2 separate regions of the Mus musculus genome follow, and region 2 is linked to region 1. The links are chromatin contacts, called in public HiCAR-type maps. All regions are on one chromosome and are shown on one strand. Each heading gives the region's core, a stretch centred on a gene start, on an enhancer-like site or on the middle of the called end of the contact. The rest is flanking DNA. Distances are from core to core; before and after follow the strand shown.

Region 1 (6,233 bases), core at 2,385-4,884:
GGAGAGAGCTGGAGCAGCACTGAAGGCCATTTAAGGAGGAAACTGGGGCTTTTTTCCATCCTCTGGCTTTTGGGGGACCATGACTGACAATCACTAAGATTCTTTCCCGTAGGCTGAAGGGTAGCTGAGGAATAGTGCTGCTGTCTAACACATTGATTACACACAGAGAAGTGACAGCTGCCTTGCAACAATGCTAACGTTTATAGGAAAGCTGAAACAAACGGCAAGAAAAGAAAGATGGCACACAGAGTAAGCTGTGAGAGGGGTTATCACCGTGCTCCCTGGCAGGGGTGCTCCTCTGGCAGTTAGGGCCTCAGATTATTCTTACTCCCAGTGTGGGGTCTCCTGGGAAAATGTCAATTCCTTTGGTCCACACACACACAGGTCCAAGCCCTTCCTTTTCCTGCCCAGGCCTCTGTCCTGGGAAATTCAGACGTGCATTCTGAACACTCTTGAAATGCAGTGTTTGGTACATTCACTGCCATTCTGTAGGAGCGAGACAGCGGAGTTACACACCTTGCCTTTGATAGAACAAGGCCAGTTGTTCTGTTGTCCACAGCCTTGCCACCCTTGGGCGTTCTCCGTCATCTTCACGTTGCCACTGGACTGGGGCATTCATGGGATGATAACACCTCGTGGCATGGCACTGTGAGGAATTTCCTTCATGGAGAAGAAGCTGGATGCCAGAGCCCCAGTTGTCTCTTCCCTTCTTTCCTCTCATTGTTCTCTCTCTCTCTCTCTCTCTCTCTCTCTCTCTCTCTCTCTCTCTCTCTCTCTCTCTTTCTCTCTCTCTCTCTCTCCCCTACCTATCATTTATCTATCTGTCTGCCTCTCTCTCTCTCTCTCTTTGTGCAGGTTGCAGGCCTGCGCAGCTAGCTTTCCTACCCACTGAGCCATCTCACCAGCCCCCCCTGTGACCTTCTTAACCAAAGTAGAACCACATGGGCTGGGGGGAGGGGCCAGACTGCCCTCCAGCTCTTCAGCAAACCTGATCCTTCTGGTTCTCCCTACAGGGTAGATAGAAAGTGGGCCCTGAGGCTACAGCGCCTTAGGGTGGTGACTCAGGCTTTTGCTTTCAGCAGTAATAGGTCTCCCTGTGGGGGCTGACTGGGCATGGTGGTGCATTCTCATCCTTGAAAAAGCGCTAGTGTAATAGGATCTATAGGACACCCAGGGTGGTCCCCGTGCAGGTCCTGGTTACATAGTATCATGAGACCCAGGAACTTGGCCCCCTCTCCCCAGCCCACCACCCTCCAGATAGCTCCGATCGATTGTGCATCTTCTGATGTGTCTGGTGGTCCCCTGCTGCCTGCCAGGTCACAGGCTCTCAGGGAGGCGTCTCAGGCTTCCTCAGCTCCTTTACAATGCTGGGATTCAGACACACATTCAGCCGAGTGCCCTTCCTTGCTCTGCCTTCATGGTTTTCCTGATTCACCATGCCTGCAAATGCTTCTCCCCTTACGCCCAAGGACTGTTGTGTTCTTTATAACACCCCCCAATCTGTTCACAGTCCCCTGTCCCCCAGCACAGCCTGTCAAAATAGAGGAGTTTTTACTCACTGCAATCATGACTGTCTGGGCTCTTAGTCTCAAAGAACCCACAGATTTGGATTCTGGCTCTGCCCCTTTGTGTGTGGCCTTGGGGAATCAGCACTGGCTTGGGCCTTGCATTGGAGATAATTTCTTCATTTGCAGTATGGAGAACTACTGATAGACCAATAGCTCGCTTCCACCCTTCCCAACAGAAGGGGACATTTGGCAATGTCTAGGGATACTTTTGGCTTTCACCGCTTGTGTCTATGATGCCGTCTTATCCTGCAAAACACTGGGAAACTCCACAGAAGGTGTCACCTAGCTCTGACCATCGCTGTGACATGATGGAAAGGTAAGATGTAGAGAAAGCAATACGGAACTGTGGTACAGGTCCTTCAGGACACCCATCTTACAGCTGTGCTCTGTGAATGGCCATCCTTAAATGTTCCCAGTGTTGACTTCCCAGCACAGTAACGACAGCCTAGCGCAGTAACTGTGTGTAGGAAATGAAGGAAGAATACAGGACAAGGGAAATAGTCTTATTTTTGGAGGTCCATGGGTGGGAAGTTGATGGCCCTGGGTTCAAAATGTAGAGGCTGAGAACGAGGGCTTGTCTACCTTTCACCTCTGTACCACAACCTGAGCATGCCTGATTCCTACCTTCCCACGGTCCCTACCCCAGTAGGAAACCAGGAGACCACGCCGCCGGCAGTGGTGGCACACGCCTTTAATCCCAGCACTTGGAAGGCAGAGGTAGGTGGATTTCTGAGTTTGAAGCCAGCCTGGTCAGGACAGCCAGGGCTACACAGAGAAACCCTGTCTCAAAAAAACAAAAACAAAAACAAAAACAAAAAACAAACAAACAAAAGATGCGGAGGCTCCAAAGGTTGACAGCAAGAAGGAAGATGCTCTTCTGTGGAATCGTAGTGGGATAGGATGCTAAGGTGGGGGAGCTGGGACTGGGGTGTGGCGGCAGCGCTCTCCTCGGTTAATAGCCAGAGCACTTTTGTTTCTGGCTGTGATTCATGGTGACACCGGCAAGGCATGATTCAGGCAGCAGGGCTTGACCACGGTAAGCCACCAAGTGACTGTCTCAGTAATAACACTGCACTTTTATGTCTCTCCTTTCATCGCAGATCTCAAAGCGCCCTGCAAACATTAATTAAGGCTCTCGCATTCCAGGAGCTGCCCGGTGGGTGCAGGCATTGTTCTGGCCACTAGGCGGAGAAGGTAAACGGAGCCAAGGCAGCTACAACCTTTAAATGCTTTGTTAAGCAGAGGTCTGACGGCCCCCTCCCCAGCCGTGACTCCTCTACCCTCTTCCTCCGGCTCTCTCTGGGACACTTTGAATAGAACCAGCATGGTCTCCTGGTTTCCTACTGGGGTAGGGACCGTGGGAAGGTAGGGAATCAGGGCATGCTGTGGTACAGAGGTGAAAGGCAGACAAGCCCTCGTTCTCAGTCACCACCTTCACAGCCCAGGAACATATCCTGCACGCACCCAGGAGCAGCAGCATAGGTACAGAAGATAACCTCGGAGGGACATGAAATGCTACTTTTAAAAGAGATATGGTGGAGGGAACTATATTTTTCCTAAGAACTTAAATGCCTTTTCCAAAATATTAGCAGTGGCTGAATTGGATGACACATTCGAGTGTGCCTTATAATGTTCTTGCATATTTTCTCTAAAATTGGAGTTATTTCTATATACAAATTTTAGAATTCGGGGCTGGGGGAGAAAAGGAAGGGGGATGGAGAAGGAAGCAGAGAGTGGACTAAAAGGTCACAGAAAGCCCGACTTCAATCACAACCTGAACTGGTGCCTAAGGCAAGAGCTGGGTCCCAGTTACTCAGTCCTACTGCGGTGGCAGAAAACCCCTTTCCAGTGTCACACTGGACACAGCGAGTCCGAAGGAGATGGGGAAGGAGAGGCAAAGAAGAAACTTATTTTCAAGTGCAGTCGATGAACGCCCCTTCAACTTGAACACAATTCCCTGATGATGCTCCCAGAGGTTGCCCCGCCCCGCAGGCCGACACTGCCCCGTGCGGTGACTCACGAGGGGCTGTTTAAATGACAGGGAGGACCCAGAAGGCCCTCACTCATGCTGCAGTCTTGAGCCGGTCCGGTCCTCCGCCTCCTCTCCTCGCCGCCTCCTTCTTATTGACCCGGCAGCCTCGTGGAGCTGCTGGTAAGTGGGTGCCCGCCCACCCCCCATCCCGGCCGCGCCCCACATCCCGGTTGACGATAGGATCCCGAGACTCTACAAGGAGCAGGGCTGGCGCGTGCCTGGGATGCTCTGAGGACCTGGACTGGTCCAGCCCGCGCAGGAGCTGGGTGAGCCGGTCCTAGTGTCTAGCTGTGAATCTTGATGCCCTGTTTCGCTTTCCTTGACTTTATGGTCTGTGAAGTGAGCCTGGAGTGCAGCGGGGAGAGCTTTTGACCTGCAGGAAATTGGTTGAAAGTTAACTGAAGCACCCGGTTTACCTACTCCGGGAGACCAGATCCACAAGGGCAGGAGTTTCTCTAAGGTTCTGGCTGTTGGAACCTGTATCATTTCCATTGAGCCTACAGAGGTAGCCACTTAAAGGGGACTCTGCATATAGATCTGTCCAGGATGGTGAACTCACAAGGTTTCTGCCTGGGAGAAATCGGCCCTCTACTTGTGGTAGATTTACAGTGTTACATTTATACTGCTGGACTCAGGCGGATATGCAGTCTCTAGTCAGGAGTGCCAATTTGGAACCCAGTTGAAGTTTTAAGTGTCCAGGTTCTAACTCTGTGTGTAGCTTAGATGATCCCATTCTGATCATCTAGATGTGTCACAGGGTCCAGGGCTGATGCCTTTGGGAGGGAGATGCTGGAGGTAGGTTTGTGATAAGAATCAGGTGTCTCGCTGGTCGTGGTGGCGCACGCCTTTAATCCCAGCATTTAGGAGGCAGAGGCAGGCAGATTTCTGAGTTCAAGGCCAGCCTGGTCTACAAAGTGAGTTCCAGGACAGCCAGGGCTATACAGAGAAACCCTGTCTCGAAAAACCAAGAAAAAAAATCAGGTGTCGGTATGTATGTATGTATGTATGTATGTATGTATGTATGTATGTATGTTTATTTGTATGTATTTTGGTGCTGAGGATCAAACTCAGGATCTCAAGCATGCTAAACAAGCAGTCTACTACTTAGCTATAACCACAGCTGACTAGGTGAGTTTGTTTTGTTTGGTTTTAAGACAGGGTCCCACTATGTAGACCAGGCTGGCCCCAAACTCACAGAGATCCTCTTACCCTACTTCCCAAGTGCTAGGATTAAAGGCATATACTACCACGCACAAACTGGGTGGGTTTTAATCTCACCCCTTATCTGTGTCTCTGCCCAAAATGAAGAGGAGTGAGCTGTGGAAAAGGAGAGCCTTCGGGACCCTCCAACCTGAGCGGCTCTACCTTTAGGGCCAAATGCACTACCCTAGGGCAGACCGTGACTGCTGAGATAACACAAGAACTCAAGGTGCTGAGCATTGCCTGCCAGGGATTTCTAGCTGGCACTACCCATTGCAGGCAGCTCTCGGATGTGTGGGTGTCCCTGCTCTGTGACTTGGAAATTCCTTAAGCAGGTCTCTTTTTCTGCATCGCCTGAACATCTGGAGTAGATTCAGGACCAGACAGTTCAATTTGCCTGTGGTCATGAGTCAGCTGCTGGGCTCAGCAACAACTGTGACAGGGAAGGCATGTTGAGAGGGTCGTGGCCAGGAAGAGCTCTGAGAAGACCCCACAGCAAGTATAGGAAGGTTCCTCCCGGGGCTTGGGGACACTACCCAGATTAGCTCTGTCAATGGAGGATGTGAAGCCTGAAGTGGAAGTAGATCCAGATGTGCAGAGATGAGAGAGAGAGATGGGAGACGCACTGCCCAGGGCTTGTCCTGCCAGCGAACACGCCAAGGCTGTGATTACAGATGACAATTTGCCTCCCTGCCTCCAGACTTCAGAAGAACCCCTGAAGCTGCAGGTTCCAGTGCCTGCCTCGGCTGTGGAGCACGGGGCTAAACAGAGACCATACCATTTCCCTCTCAGACCTAAGGTGCTCCACTGAGAAGTGGTCTCTGTAGACTGAGTTTCAAAAGAGACTCTGGCTTCTTATGAAAGTCCCCACTTCAGACACAACTCCTGCTGTTGTGCTGGGCAGTTACAACTCTTATAGCTCTTGGAAGCAAATTACAGCCCTGCTCTGGCCTCTGCAGGAAGCCGGGCTAGGCTTGCCCCAGGCTTGGGAGGGTTCCCACAGAGGGCCTGGGGAGGGGCTGCTCTTTTCTTATTTTAAAAAGCAAAACAAGGATTTTTGAAGGCCCCGGGGAGGATGAGGCTGTGAAGGTCCTGTCCAGGGATTTAAGGGTGCTTTGTGTCTGGAGTAGAGAAGTCCCAAGTCATGGGCTGTGTTTTCCAGGCTCAACCCTCCTGGTGCCCCTCCCCCCACCCCCTCTGAACCTTCTCTCCCTTCTTCCAGCTTACTCCCGTGACGCTAAACAACACACCATCAGGGCAGCCTCAGAGGATAAAGTTGCCTGCAGAATGAGTTGGGGGCCCAACTTGGGTGTAGCTAATAATGCTGGGTAGGTGGAGGGTGATTACATGAGCCAATCAGGCTAGGGGAGGGGCAAGGCTGGCTCCTCCCCCTCCCCCCACCTACTGCCTGAGACATAGCTCTGTAGTAGCGT
Region 2 (5,652 bases), core at 517-3,016, 560 kb after region 1:
GCCAAGGATGCTAGCAAGAAGACAAGCTGAGGATTCTGGGAAATTCCTCCTTGCCAAACTTGGGATTAAAGTACTGGGGTTCAAGTCCATCACACCACTTACTCACTCTGGACAACTCAGGGTGTCACTCACCTTGTCAGTGAAATGGATTCAGCAAAAATTCCTACTCTGTGGGTACATAGTAAAGACCGGAAAAGAGATGTAAGCTATGAAGGGCAGATAGATGTTCACGGTTATGTTTGTTATTTGACATTTCTGAGTTCATGAGAAAGGGAATGTACCTTAGTCATGCCTGCAGCCTTTGCATTAGATGCATCAAATGCTTGTGTCTGGCTTGTGTCCAGCTCAGCAGCATATACTGAGAGACAAAGGAATGGAAGAATTAGGCTGAACGAGTGAATGTGGAAATGAACAGGTGCTGTGAACCCTGTGTCCCAGACACACACCTTAAAGTTCTTTAAGACTGGGACAAAGCCAGTCCTTCCGTCCTCCCTCCCGTCCTCCCTCCCCATCCTCCCCTCCCCATCCTCCCTCCAGTCCTCCCTCCCATCGTCCCTCCCTCCAGTCCTCCCTTTCATCTTCCCTCCCTCCTGTCCTCCCCTCCCCATCCTCCCTCCAGTCCTCCCTCCCATCGTCCCTTCCTCCAGTCCTCCCTTTCATCTTCCCTCCCTCCTTTCCTCTCCCAGCCTTCAGGGACCGGATACACATGTGCAGCTTACCAGCAAAGCATATGTGTGGCCCAGAATCTCTGTTGCAGAAACTGTTCCGTACTTAACCCTGAGATCTAGGAAAAGCCTTCGTCGCTGCAGTTTCCCAAGGTGTCCTCATGCCCTTCCTTCTATGATCTCCCAACACCAAGCAGGGGCTGGCTGGTGAGGGCAAAGGCGGCTAGAGAAAATGGGTTCACCGACCCCAGCTCCAGGGGGGTTGAGGGTGGAGGGGTCCCAGTAGTCTTGAGGAAAATGCAGTGGAGTCAGATCCAAATCCATGTAGCAGCCACCACAGAATAACCGTGCAGCCTGGGACAAATCACTTCGGCCTTTTGTTTTAAAATAAGAAACAGCTAATAACTACTGTGTCACGGGGTTTGGGGAGAATAAATGGAAACTGTATTTCTGGAAACTTCCAGCATGATGCATGCCTTTGAACATTCGTTCATTCGTGGGCTCAATAAAGTTCGTGTGTTACAGTTTCCCAAGTGTGGGACACTGTTCCAAGGCACTTAATAAATCCTTTCCCCAGCTCCCTACTGTCTAGACCGATTGTCACTTGGTTTCCATACAAGGGTCTGACCGCAAGGAAACCAGGGTTGTTTTACTGTGTTCCCTTCTCTTGCTCCACACCTCAGCGAAGATAGGGTGGGGAACTGTGTGAGTTCCCGTCTCATCACACAGAAGAGCATCACTTCTTCCAGGGGATTTCTCTCAGCTGGCAGCAGAAAGGCAAACAGAGGGAAACATTTGATGGCTAAAGCGGTGCACCTCACCAGAGGGCATCCCGCAGGCCAGAAGCGCCAGGGCAGCCAGGGAAGGCTGGGTGCCATCGAGGGCGCGGATCCCAGTTATCTCCCATTTCCTTTGGGAGCCCCGGAGACGTGGCCTTCCCCAAGCAGCCTCCGAGGTGGCCTGTGAGGCTTTTGTCCTTGGCAGCAGAGAAATTTCTGCTTCAGTGACTCCAAACAAGGCTTGCATTAACTCCAGGCCTGTGAGGGGAGCGCGTGCAACAAAACCCAACACCGTGTCCCAGCCCTCAGACAAGCACAAAACAAATGGTGCCGGAATTTTTCAGAATAGAATCATCCGCTCAATGTCACTGCATACATTTACCTACCTCAGAGGCTATTCAAGGCCCCTTTCAAGGGAGCGATCAATAGAGATGGATCGGACAACATCTCTATGGCAACACCTCCATTGAAAAATGATGGCGGCCACAGCGAGAAGGGCGATGACCATTTTTTTAAAAAAATATACACACATACAGCATAGCTCACTCCAAAAGGGTCCTCTGGCTCCCAGGCTAGGAGGCCGTGTTAAAACAATACTGGAAGAACTCATGACAAGACTGATTAGGGGCGCAAAGCAAGCAAGAGAACCCAGTACTGTGGGTTTGCACAAAGCCTTTAAGATCGGGGCCTTTGGGACAAGGAAATTTGTCAACAAAATTAATATTCTCTCTGTCTCTGGAAACTCTCAAGCTGAAGGAGTTTATGAGGACCTTACTCTGAGGGTCTACCATGGAGGGAATTGTTAGAGTAAGAGGCTGTAAAGCAAACAGTAACGGCCACCAGGCTCTCAAACTGAGCATGAAGGGGCAGAAGGAGCGCCGGGCTAAGCTCACAGCAGATCCTGTTCCTCTGGCGCCTTCACACACTGGGCTCTGGGTTAGAAAGGGCACTGATGACCTCAGAAATGAGAAACCTTAAGGGGCTCATGGTTTAAAAGACTGTAGTGGGAACACATGGACAATACGACCACCACAGAGAGCAAGCCTCCCCAGACCACTTACATACACTATTGACAGTTTTAGAAAGCGGTCATTGGCTCAGATGGTCTTTTCCTTCCGTCAGAAAGGATAAGAAAAGAAAAAAGATCATCTCAGCTATTGCTCTGTGACTCCTCCAGGAACACTTGGGGAAAGAAGGCCAGAGAGGGTGCGGGAAGGTTGTCAGGGCCAATAGCACAGTCTCCACGTTGCTGCTTCTCTAACCCATGACCTTTGGTGAGCCATTAACCTTGCTTGCCTCCACAGGTCCTTCCATAAAATCTGAAGCACTTCTGGATTGGTAGATGAAAGATTGCAAGGCGAGTGCGGAGTTTATATACAGCGCCCTTTATACCTGACAGCTGAAAGAAATTAGCTGTAATAGACGAAGCGTCGGGTGGAGATTGTGTGGGCTGCGGCTCACCATGACCTGAGTGCTTGCATTCCTGGGCTCTGAACAACCTTATTTCCCCACGTCAGGGGAGAGGGGGTTGTGGCTGATGGCCCCTGACATTTGTGCTGCTGTTTGAAGAGCAGAGAGCCCTGGGTGGCTGCTTTACAGTCCCAGGTTTGCCCTTAGGAATGGTGAAGCCCTGCACCCTATATCTCCTCTGAGCTCAGACTCCCGGGGCTCCCGAGACCCCTTAAGGACTCTGTTTTCAGTTGTTATTGTGTTCCTATAAGGGAGGGGGCATGCTTACCAGGGGACACATCTATTCTCTGTTCCACCTTTACATGGATTCCAGGGATCAAACCTCAAGACATCAGGCTTGTTTGGCTAGCATGCCTTAGCCATGGAGCCGTCTGGTTCGTCTCTGGAATCTTTTTGTCTGGAGTTTTTATTGTTGAAACTGTTGTTCTGTTTGAGATGGCGTCTCCAGTGGCCCTTAGCCCAGCTTAACTCAAGATCATCTGTTCTCTACCTTTAGGTGCTGGGTTTACAGGTGTTTGACACCATACTAGGCTTACAAATAACAATCCCTTTTCCCCATCTCTTTCTTTCTTTTCTCCTTCTTTCTTCCTTTCTTCCTTTTTCTCTTTCTTTCTTTCTTTCTTTCTTTCTTTCTTTCTTTCTTTCTTTCTTTCTTTCTTTCTTCCTTCCTTCCTTCCTTCCTTCCTTCCTTTCTTTCAATAATCGATATCTCACTGGTCTGAAATTCACTCTGTTGGCCTCAGACTCACAGACATACTCTTGAGTCCTGGGTCAAATGGCGAGAACCACCACGTCTTTCTTATTTATTTATTTCTAAGATTGTTTTTGTTTGTTTCTCTTTATTTATTCTTTGTAAATTTCACATTATTCTCTCATTCGTCAACCCTTCCTTTCATATCAGCCCTCTGCCCTTGCAACCCCCCCCCAAGAAAAAGGAAAAAAGAACAAAACAAACAAACAGACAAACAAACCCCTATCTTGTGGTGGAATCTGCAGTACATCAGTCTGTCCCACAGTATAGCCTTTTGTCCATACATCTTTGCTTGCAAATGTTCACTGCGATGAGTCATTGGTCTGGTTCTAGGTCCCTGGTTTCTGCTACTCCATCAATCCTGGATCTTCCCAGGACTCCTCTCAGATATCCAGTTGTTGCCCTGTGTCATGGAGATCCTGCAACCTTGGATCTGCAGGATCCACCCCTTCATGGCTCCAGCAGTTCATAGATGGGGTAGATGTTGGGATGGGCCAATTCTAAGCCCTGGATCTGGGCTGAGTGGTAGCTGAGGCGGTCAGCATGCCACCTCTCTCACACCCACACCATCAGGGTCAGCTCTTCAGCACTTCCCATGCTAGCTCACCCAGTGCCACAGCTGGCAAAAAACTGGGCCAGCTCTCCTACCCTCAAACTCTCAAGGTTGGCTCACCTGCACCTTCGCCACCATGGTCAGCTCTACCGTGCTGCTCAGATGAGGTGGAGGGCCTGCTCGCTTAAGTGCTGCAGTCGGTGAGGGGCCAGGCCAGCTCCACACAGCCCTTGGACATCAACATGATCCCAGGCGGCAGTCCAGACCAGGGACATCCTCATGGCCTTTGGTGGTTATATGAGCCATTGCCATAGTTACAGACTCTGCTGCTGCATGGTTACAGACCCAGACAAGGCCCTGGGTGGCAGCAGAAGCTGGGATTTCACCATGGCCTCAGGCACCAGAGCAGACTGCTCACATCAGGCTGTTTCTCTCCACCCTCTATCTCCAGTCCCACCTCTCTCCATAGTACTCAAATCGTTCTTCTTCTCTTTCTCTCCCATCTCTCCACCACTTGCACATAGAGGTATCCCGCTGCAGGTAGGCTAAGCAGCAGGTGGGCCTCTGGGTGTCTTCCATCCACCTGTACCTCTTGGCAGCAGGTGGTACTGTTTGTTTGTTTGTTTGTTTGTTTGTTTGTTTGAGACAGGTTTTCATGTAGCTAAGGCTGACCTGGAACTTTCTATAGAGTTGAACCTCTCATCCTGCCTCCATGTCCCAAGTACTGACTGAGTGTTACAGGTGTCTGCCTGGTTAATGCTTGGGTGGAACCCAGGGCTTTGCTAAGCAAGCTCAGTACAGAGTAATACAGAGTCCCAGGCTCAGTTCTTGTCTCTTCTGGGTTCTTTTCTTTCTGATCATTCTTTCAAAATCCCCACTCCTTTCAGGCAGATGCTAGAGTTTCTATGCTAACTTGTGTTCTAGTTTTCTAAAAGGCTTCTTTAAAAAAAAAAAAAGGTCAGGAAATTATATAAATCAGTTATACAAGTCAGATCATTAAAACTAATTTTTCCTCTAAGTTCATTGCTTCAAAACAAATATATCTCCTATAGAGATTTAAAAATTGTTACCACAATTAAAATAGCTGTCTTACATCTCTGAGGTATGAAAGTAAAGAATGTTAATGTTCTAGTGATTTCACTCTTTCACTTATAACCAAATACATTAGGTATAGTTTCAGCAAGAACAAAAAAATCATGTATGAATGAGAACTGAAACTATTCAATGAAGATAAAGAACAATACCATTAACGGCAAAAGCGATGAGTACAATGTTTCTTAATCCTTAGATTTTCATTTCATTTTGAGGAATTCACTTACCAACATTCTCACAGTGTGTTGTAGTTAGGGTTCCACTGCTGTGAACAGACACCATGACCAAGGCAACTCTTATAAGGACAACATTTAATTGGGGCTGGTTTATAGGTTCAGAGGT

Evidence for each region. HiCAR-type assays count read pairs that join an accessible place to other places.
Region 2: a contact with region 1 is called in a HiCAR-type map of embryonic stem cells, with 6 times the contacts expected there. The contact joins the enhancer-like site here to the promoter of Lrrc15 in region 1. A contact is called at or near these places in 10 of 39 promoter capture datasets (the 3T3-L1 cell line, 3T3-L1-derived adipocytes, the HPC-7 cell line and 6 more), 1 of 15 datasets of contacts at CTCF or cohesin (the NIH/3T3 cell line), 2 of 484 Hi-C or Micro-C datasets (bone marrow-derived macrophages and nephron progenitors), 12 of 115 datasets of contacts at active chromatin or transcription factors (cardiomyocytes, embryonic basal ganglia, embryonic forebrain and 6 more) and 3 of 9 other capture datasets (embryonic stem cells, embryonic tail and embryonic trunk).

Annotation. Positions count from the first base shown.
Region 1 is chr16:30,280,655-30,286,887 of GRCm38.p6, reverse strand. Lrrc15 (leucine rich repeat containing 15) reads left to right here and starts at 3,634. Exons shown (of 2, transcript NM_028973.2): 1 at 3,634-3,720.
Region 2 is chr16:29,716,340-29,721,991 of GRCm38.p6, reverse strand. No RefSeq gene overlaps it. Among named protein-coding and RNA genes, the nearest start is that of Gm46567, 94 kb to the left of the region's middle. Within about 2 kb of position 1,766, at least 46 of the 459 cell types and tissues checked have an H3K27ac peak or open chromatin away from gene starts, as enhancers often do. A contact at or near this core is called in embryonic basal ganglia and embryonic stem cells, where this site is marked.